Regions from separate parts of the Sus scrofa genome. Here region 1 is linked to region 2. The links are chromatin contacts, called in public HiChIP or PLAC-seq maps. All regions are on one chromosome and are shown on one strand. The core of a region is the stretch at or near the end of the contact, and the rest is flanking DNA. Distances in the headings are between cores, read along the strand shown.

Region 1 (3,655 bases), core at 697-3,196, 150 kb before region 2:
TGCATCTGCAACCTACACCACAGCTCACAGCAACACTGGATCCTTAACCCACTGAGTGAGGCTAGGGATCGAACCCGCATCCTCAAGGATATTAGGTTTGTTAACTGCTGAGCCATGACGGGAACTCCTAAAGGGAATAATTTTAAACTAAAGAGTAAATCTTGCATTATAAATGAGAAAAGAAACGGCAAATTAAGTTATATTAAATAATAAAAGAGTTGGGCAAGTTAGATTTAGGTGGAGGAAGGACGCTAGTGAGATATTCGATAGAAATAGGCGATTTCTAGGCTTTCTAGCCTACAAGAGACCATACTTAGAGGAAGAGGCCCTCCTGCTTGCCTGGAAAGAAACTTTAAGGTAGTAACCTAGAGAGAGTTTCTGTTGTGGCTCAGCGGAAACAAATCCGACTAGTATCCACAAGGAGGCAGTTTGATCCCTGGCCTCACTCAGTGGTTAAGGATCCAGCGTTGCAGTGAGCTGTGGTGTAGGTCATAGACGCAGTTCGGATCCCGTGTTGCTGTGGGAATGGCCGGCAGCTACAGCTCTAATTCAACTCCTAGCCTGGGAACTTCCATATGCCACAGGTGTGGCCTTAAAAAAAAAAAAAAGAATCATTTTGGTGGGGAGTTAAAAAAAAAAAAAAAGGTAGTAACCTAGAGAGATGATCTCAAACCATTCATTTTTCCGTCTCCTCAAAATGTTTTTCCAAGTCATAGCACTAGTGCTGCCAATTTCTATGAAATTTAATAATAAATGAATTATTTCTCTTTAGCCATAACTTAATAAAAGACAAATGAACTTACGTCTTTCAGCTGCACTTCCATTTCATGAATCTCACTCATCGATGGATTGAGGCAACTTGTAGCCACAGTCTGTAAGTAAACCAATATTCATTAACCTCATACATTTAATACTAGAAGTTTCCTCATTACATTTAGTTTCATAATACATACTTCACAGAAGCATCCCAAAATACAGATCAAGTACATGCTGGTGAACCATCATACCAAGAGGCGATGGGTAGCAAAGCAGAATTAAGATGTCCTGGAAGCTTTCTAAGCAGATTGGAAACCTGAGATGTCATATCCCCCCCCCCTTTTTTTTTTGGCTTTTTAGGGCTGCATCTGCGGCATATGGAAGTTCCCAGGCTAGAGGTCAAATTGGAGCTACAGCTACTGGCCTACACCACAGCCACAGCAATGCGGGATCCAAGCCACATCTTTGACCTACACCACAGCTCACAGCAATGTCAGATCCTTAACCCATTGATCAAGGCCAGAAATCAAACCTGAATTCTCATGGATCCTAGTCAGGTTGGTTAACCACAGACCCACAAAAGGAACTTCCCAGAGATGTCATATCTAATTTGATTTCTGAGGTCCTCTGGACCCCAGGATTACCAGAATAGCCTCAGGGCATATGAACAGCCCAGTGGTTTTCACTAGGAGACAAAGCAAAACAACTGGGCTATTTAAATAAAATCTGGAAGATATTAAATTGTCAAATAAAAAACAAAAGTTGTTTTCTAGCATTACATTTGTATTTGCAATAGCATTATTTAGTATTTGTTCATATAGAACTCAAAACATCTCTTTTTTCTTCACTTTCTCATAGAGGGAAAAAAGAGGGAAGTAGATGGTTAGGTATTCAGTCTAGCCAACAAAACTCATAATAAGTTGTATTTCAGTCTTTTAACAGCTATATGGAAAGAAACTTCTGTGAAGGCTGGCAAGGAAGCTCAAAACATTTTTTTTCTTATTCAAAGATGATCTAGACACTCACCCTAGTATAGCTCTTTCTCCCTCTCAATTTAGTCCTTTAGGTGGAAAACTATGACAGAGATAGTTCACCAAATTCCTTTCCTTTTCCCCTGCATACACTGTGGACTACATTTCCCAGCCTTCCCTGTGGTTATTGGGATCATGAGGCTGAATTCTGTCCAATAGAATGTGAGCAGAAGTGAGATATGCTAATTTTAGGCCTAAACCCTACACATTCCCCCAATTCTCCACATGCCCTTTAACCCACAGGTATGTATAGAGGATCTGGTGGAGGAATGCCCCCTGAGGGACGAGGGAGCCACCAGAAGGAAGGACCCTGGATCACTATGGAGTAAAGCCTCCTCCACTCCCACCTGCACTAGGCTGTGACATGAGCAAAAAATAATCATTTGTCATGTAAGACTGAGATTTGGAGATTGGTTGTCAACAGCAGTTAGACATGCTAATTAATACAGAAATTACTAGTGGCTATCCCACACAATTATTACAAGAACACATTATTAAAAACTATCATTTCTACCAAGATTTACATTTCCAGCTTCAAAAGTAGAGAAACTTGGGGGGTCCCTTCGTGGCTCAGTGGAAACAAACCCAACTAGGAACCATGAAGATGTGGGTTCAATCCCCGACCTTGCTCAGTGGGTTAAGGATCCAGCGTTGCCATGAGCTGTGGTGTAGGCCAGCAGCTGTAGCTCCAATTTGACCCCTAACCTGGGAACGTCCACATGCTGTGGGTGTGACCCTAAAAAGCATTTAAAAAAAAAAAAAAAAAAAGTAGAGAAACTAATCCTTGAGCTTTAAGTAAAGGTTCAGTCAACCACTTAGGATCTGACTATAAAGTTTCATGAGTTTCAGCTCTACGGAACTTCCTTAGAAAAGCTTAACTTCTTTGAACTCATCTGTAGAAACACTCAGTTGTCCACCTATGAGAGTACACAACAGAGGTCTGATCAATCTGAATACCCTAAAGGAGAGAGAAAGTATGAAGACATCTAATAATGTTTCAATATTACACCTAAAAGCTACTGATATTAATAGGTGGTATTAATACTTGTATTGTTACTATTATTCAAACATCCAAATATCCAAAAGATTCAAAGCTCTGACCAATAAGAAATCATTTATTTAGCACTTACTATATGCCAGGCACTCTGCTAGGCAATTTACATACATATAACATTTAATCTCCAGTGTTCTTATCCTGATTTTACCACTGTGGAAATTAAGGTTTAAGGAGAGGGGTCTGGTGAATTCTAGCATTGTCTTTAAAGCTAGAAAGGTTAAGGAATTTGTTAAGAATCACATAGCTAGCAAGCAGAAGAACCAAGATCTGAACTCAGATCTGCCTACCTACAAATCCTTGCTATTTCTGCTACTCTAGTGACTCTAAAACAAAAGAAGGGGACAAAAAGCACATGTAGTAGGAAAAGCATACCAGATATTATAATTGAGTATCTCAAATATGAAAAATAACCAAAAAAACAAAGCCTACTGTTTTCATGAAAGAAACTATAAAAAAAAAACTCAACAAAATCTTCCTGGGCTGTTGCAGATACATAGCAGATTCTGTATTCTGAATATTCCTGAGAGCCAAACAATGGGGAGTGGAGGAAGCCATATTACCTATTTTTGCTTACAAAGTACTAGGCTATTTAAAAAAAAAAGGTAATCTGTTAATCTGTTAGTACAGTATGCTGTTTCACCATTTGACAAATGAGTTTTTTTGTTTTTGTTTTTTTGTCTTTTTGCCTTTCCTAGGGCTGCACCTGTGGCATACGGAGGTTCCCAGGCTAGGGGTCTAATTGGAGCTGTAGCTGCCAGCCTACACCACAGCAACTCGGGATCAATCTGAGCCGTGTCTGTGACCTACACCA
Region 2 (3,997 bases), core at 447-2,946:
CCAGATGGCATCTGTCACATCCCCCAGCCTCATTGTGGAGTGTGGAGGGGAACGGGTAGAATCAGTGGTGATCAAAAACCTTAAGAAGACGCCCAACTTTCCAAGTTCTGTTCTCTTCATGAAAGTGGTAGAGTATCAAGACTCTGTAATAGTCCATGCCTGTTGAATAACTGAATTGTACCTGAAGAATGAATATATACAAATCACACACACATTTATGTATATGTGTTTCCAGAGTCTGACAACTGATAGAAAAGCCCTGCTCCACAGAGTTCCCATTGTGGCTCAGGGGTTAACGAATATGACTAGGAGCTATGAGGTTATGGCTTCAATCCCTGGCCTCACTCAGTGGGTTAAGGATCCGGCGTTGCCATGAGCTGTGGTGTAGGTCGCAGACACAGCTCAGATCTGGCGTTGCTGTGGCTCTGGTGTAGGCCGGCGGCTACAGCTCTGATTAGACCCCTAGCCTTCGAACCTCCACATGCCGCAGGTGCGGCCCTAGAAAAGACAAAAAAAAAAAAAAAAAAAAAAAAAAAAAAAGGAAAGAAAGACAGAAAGAAAAGAAAAACCCTGTTCTGTAGTCAGCTGGTCAGTGACTTTTCCTCCTTAGATTCTCACACCATGGTGATAATTTCTTAAGGCTCCAGTGACACAGAAGTATCTATGAGTGATACTAGTGTATTTCTCCAAGAAACTTCCCACCTGTTCAGCTCTGTACAACAGGCTATTGGTCAGTCCCTCATGAGCAGAATATTAACCCTCAGCTGTGCCCTTACAGGTGTCCATGGACTAGAACCCTGCAGATAGTGACTGCTGGCTGGGATACGGGTAGTTGGAGAGTGACGGGGTGATTGGGGCCCCACCTCCAGGTGCCCCTGGATGGCTCCTTCTTTGTCCATCAAATTTCCCCTTTGGTTATTAGAAATGGGGCAGCCTCAGAACAGGTCACAGTTCTCTGCCATTGACCCCAGACTGCTTTGGAGCAAGAAAAGATTATGGGTTTTTTTTTGTTGTTGTTTGTTTGTTTGTTTTTTGGTGACACCCAAAGCATGCAGAAGTTTCTGGGCCCAGGGATCAAACACATGCCATGGCAGTGACAACATGGGGTCCTTAACTCACTGCACTGGGGAATTCCCAGTCTTTCCATTTTTAAAGCCATTAAATCCTTACTTTTTTATAAAAGAAAAATCTATTTTTCTCTACTATATAAAAGATGGAGGAATTCTCATTGTGGCTCAGCAGGTTAAGAATCTGATTAGTATCCATGAGGAGGCAGGTTTAATTCCTGGCCTCACTCAGTGGGTTTAAGGATCTGGTGTTGCTATGAGCCACAGCATAGGTTGCAGATGTGACTTGGATTTCAAGTTGCTATAGCATAAGCTTCAGCTGCAACTCTGATTTGATCCCTAGCCTGGAAACTTCCAGATGCCACAGATGTGGCCCTAAAAAGAAAAAAGAAAAAAAAAAAAAGAAGAAGGAGAGAGAGAGATGGAAAGAAAGGCATTTCCTCACTTTGATGGGATGGAAGGTATAGGACCTTCCCATTCCTTTCCCCACCCCAATCATTTCCTGCCTTTGGCATCTGAGCAGACCTCTCTTGAACTCTAGGGTCATGTGGCTTAACTTCTCTTAGAGATGAGGAGACTGAAGCCTAGATGGGGGAAATGCCTTGTGCAAGTTCCCTAGTGAGTGCCAGGCCTTGCCTGTTATGCTGCAGTGACTGTTGAGATTGCAACAGCAGCTGCACACAGCTCCATGGTGGCTGCATTCTCTCCCTGAATTAGGTCTTCAATCCTGCAGAGCAGGCATGTTCATCCCCTTATGTGTGCTTTGGTGGAAACTTAGAGGTTAATTAATTTACACACAGAAACACCACTAGCAAGTGGGTGGTCTGAGTTTGGACTTAAGGTCCCTCCAACTTCAAAGCCCCTGCTCATCCCCCTATGGTGGTATAGATGAGTGCCACCTGGATGCTCCAAGCCAGAATCCCAGAGTGATCCCCTGGGCCACTCTACCCATCCTTGTCCCCTCCCAAGCTCTAGTCTGGAATCTAGCCTCGGTCAGCAGGGATGAGGAAAGCTAGTTCAGTTGACCCCAGCAAGGACGGAGGTAGAAATCATCTGAACCACAAATGCACCAGGCAGACCTGAGACCAGCCTAGGATCCCCCAACCAGACAATGTCACCAAGGCCACCAGACTCCATGTAGAGCATCCAGGAGGCATTGAGAAACAATGAGCATCCCCTTTTGGCCCTGAACTCCCAAAGCTCAAAGACTCTCAGGCCACAGTTATTTCCCAGGAAAGTCCAGTTTTACCGCAATCATTTCTAAACTTTAACTAATTCTGAATAAATGCTAACTTTGCATCTTGTTACAGAGCAAAGTCAGGTACTAAGTTACTGTCCTAAGTATTTCACATAGATTAATTCTGCAAGCCTACCATTACTGAGGAGATTGCTGGGACATAGAAAAGTTCCCTGAGATCATGCTAGGATTTGGTCCTGGGCATCAGGCTCAGAGCTCAGGCCTTCTGCAACGTGCTGCTTACTGCAAGTGCCCTGGGCTCTACCAACAGCAAAAAGAGCCTGAGTTGGTCCCTTTGAGGGAGTTGATTGGCAAAGCTGCCCTTGTCAGGTCTTATACAGAGAAGTGACCCCTCCCTCTGTGACCCCCAGTTCTTGCCCAAGGAGGAATTGTACATGCCCCCGCTGGTGATCAAGGTCATCGACCACCGGCAGTTTGGGCGCAAGCCCGTCGTGGGCCAGTGCACCATCGACCGCCTGGACCGCTTTCGCTGCGACCCTTATGCAGGAAAGGAGGACATTGTGCCGCAGCTAAAAGGTAAAGTGCAAGTCTCTAAATCACATCTCAAGACTTTTCCTGTTGAGCTGATTTAACCGTTACAAACTTCTCAAGGTAAGTACTCATTGTCCAGATTTTGCAGATTGAGGAAACAGTTTGATTTACAATACTGTGTCATTTTCCCAGGGTAGTATCGTTAGTAAGTGGCAGAGCCCCTCTTGAGTCCTGGCCTCATTTGGGGGACCCAGTGCTCAAGCTATTACCGTATTAAGTATCCAGCGCCTCAGTGAACGTAAGATGTCTTGTATTGTCCAGCAGAGAAGACAAACAAGGCAATGGCAGTTCCCGTGGTGGCTCAGTAGGTTAAGAACCCGACAGTGTCTGTGAACCTGCAGGTTTGGTCCCTGGCGTTGCTGTGGCTGTGGCCTAGGCTGGCAGCTGATGTTCTGATTCGACCCCTAGCCTGGGAGCGTCTGTGTGCTCCAGGTATGGCTCTAAAAAAAAAACAAAAAGCAAAAAAGGCAATGGGTAATTGTAGCTTGGTGTGATACATAATTTGATGGGGAGAGAGAGGGGGCCCCTCTGAGCACTGAGGGAACTGGGGATTTTTATTTTAAATTGCTTTCCATCTATTGTCCCTCCTCATTCACACATCACAACATTGTTTTGATATCATTTGAAAGATACAATTTCCTTGTTCTCCACTGAGGGAAAAATAACACCTGCTGAGTTTAAATGCCTGGGCTTAGGTCACATAACTAATAAGTAAGTGATAGAGCAGGGCATGATACTTAGAGTTCTATACTAAATAATAACTAATGAATAGCATTTTGCTCTTGTTTATTAGTAATGTCTTGCTTTTTAGCTTACCACCTGCCAGGGACTGTGTTAGGAGCTGGGGACTGGGTCCCATCAGTGAATGAGATCCCAGAGCCCATAAGCTCAGGAGATTAGACCCTTGAAGGGCTGACCCCCCTATTCGGCTGATGGTTGGTAGCCTCAAGACTGAAGCAGATGTCTTCTATTTGAGCAGCTGCGCTGCTGACCAGTTCTATTTAATCTTCCATAAGGTTTAGTGTTGACTTTACAGAGCCTCTGAAATTCATCTGCTCTGTGGGTCTGAGGATCCTGAATCTCTGATTCAGAGAAGAGGGAAAAAATCCAGTCACAAGAGAGCAAAAACCCTACATGCATT

The links. HiChIP or PLAC-seq counts read pairs in DNA pulled down with a chosen protein or histone mark.
Region 1: a contact with region 2 is called in an H3K27ac HiChIP or PLAC-seq map of alveolar macrophages. The contact joins two enhancer-like sites. A contact is called at or near these places in 1 of 5 promoter capture datasets (fetal skeletal muscle) and 1 of 2 datasets of contacts at active chromatin or transcription factors (alveolar macrophages).

Annotation. Positions count from the first base shown.
Region 1 is chr14:104,962,607-104,966,261 of Sscrofa11.1, reverse strand. CEP55 (centrosomal protein of 55 kDa) reads right to left here. Exons shown (of 9, transcript XM_013983573.2): 4 at 804-872. Among named protein-coding and RNA genes, the nearest start is that of CEP55, 7.2 kb to the right of the region's middle. Within about 2 kb of position 1,946, at least 2 of the 83 cell types and tissues checked have an H3K27ac peak or open chromatin away from gene starts, as enhancers often do. A contact at or near this core is called in alveolar macrophages, where this site is marked.
Region 2 is chr14:104,807,615-104,811,611 of Sscrofa11.1, reverse strand. MYOF (myoferlin) reads left to right here. Exons shown (of 54, transcript XM_021073854.1): 35 at 1-127; 36 at 2,676-2,841. Among named protein-coding and RNA genes, the nearest start is that of MYOF, 130 kb to the left of the region's middle. Within about 2 kb of position 1,696, at least 1 of the 83 cell types and tissues checked has an H3K27ac peak or open chromatin away from gene starts, as enhancers often do. A contact at or near this core is called in alveolar macrophages, where this site is marked.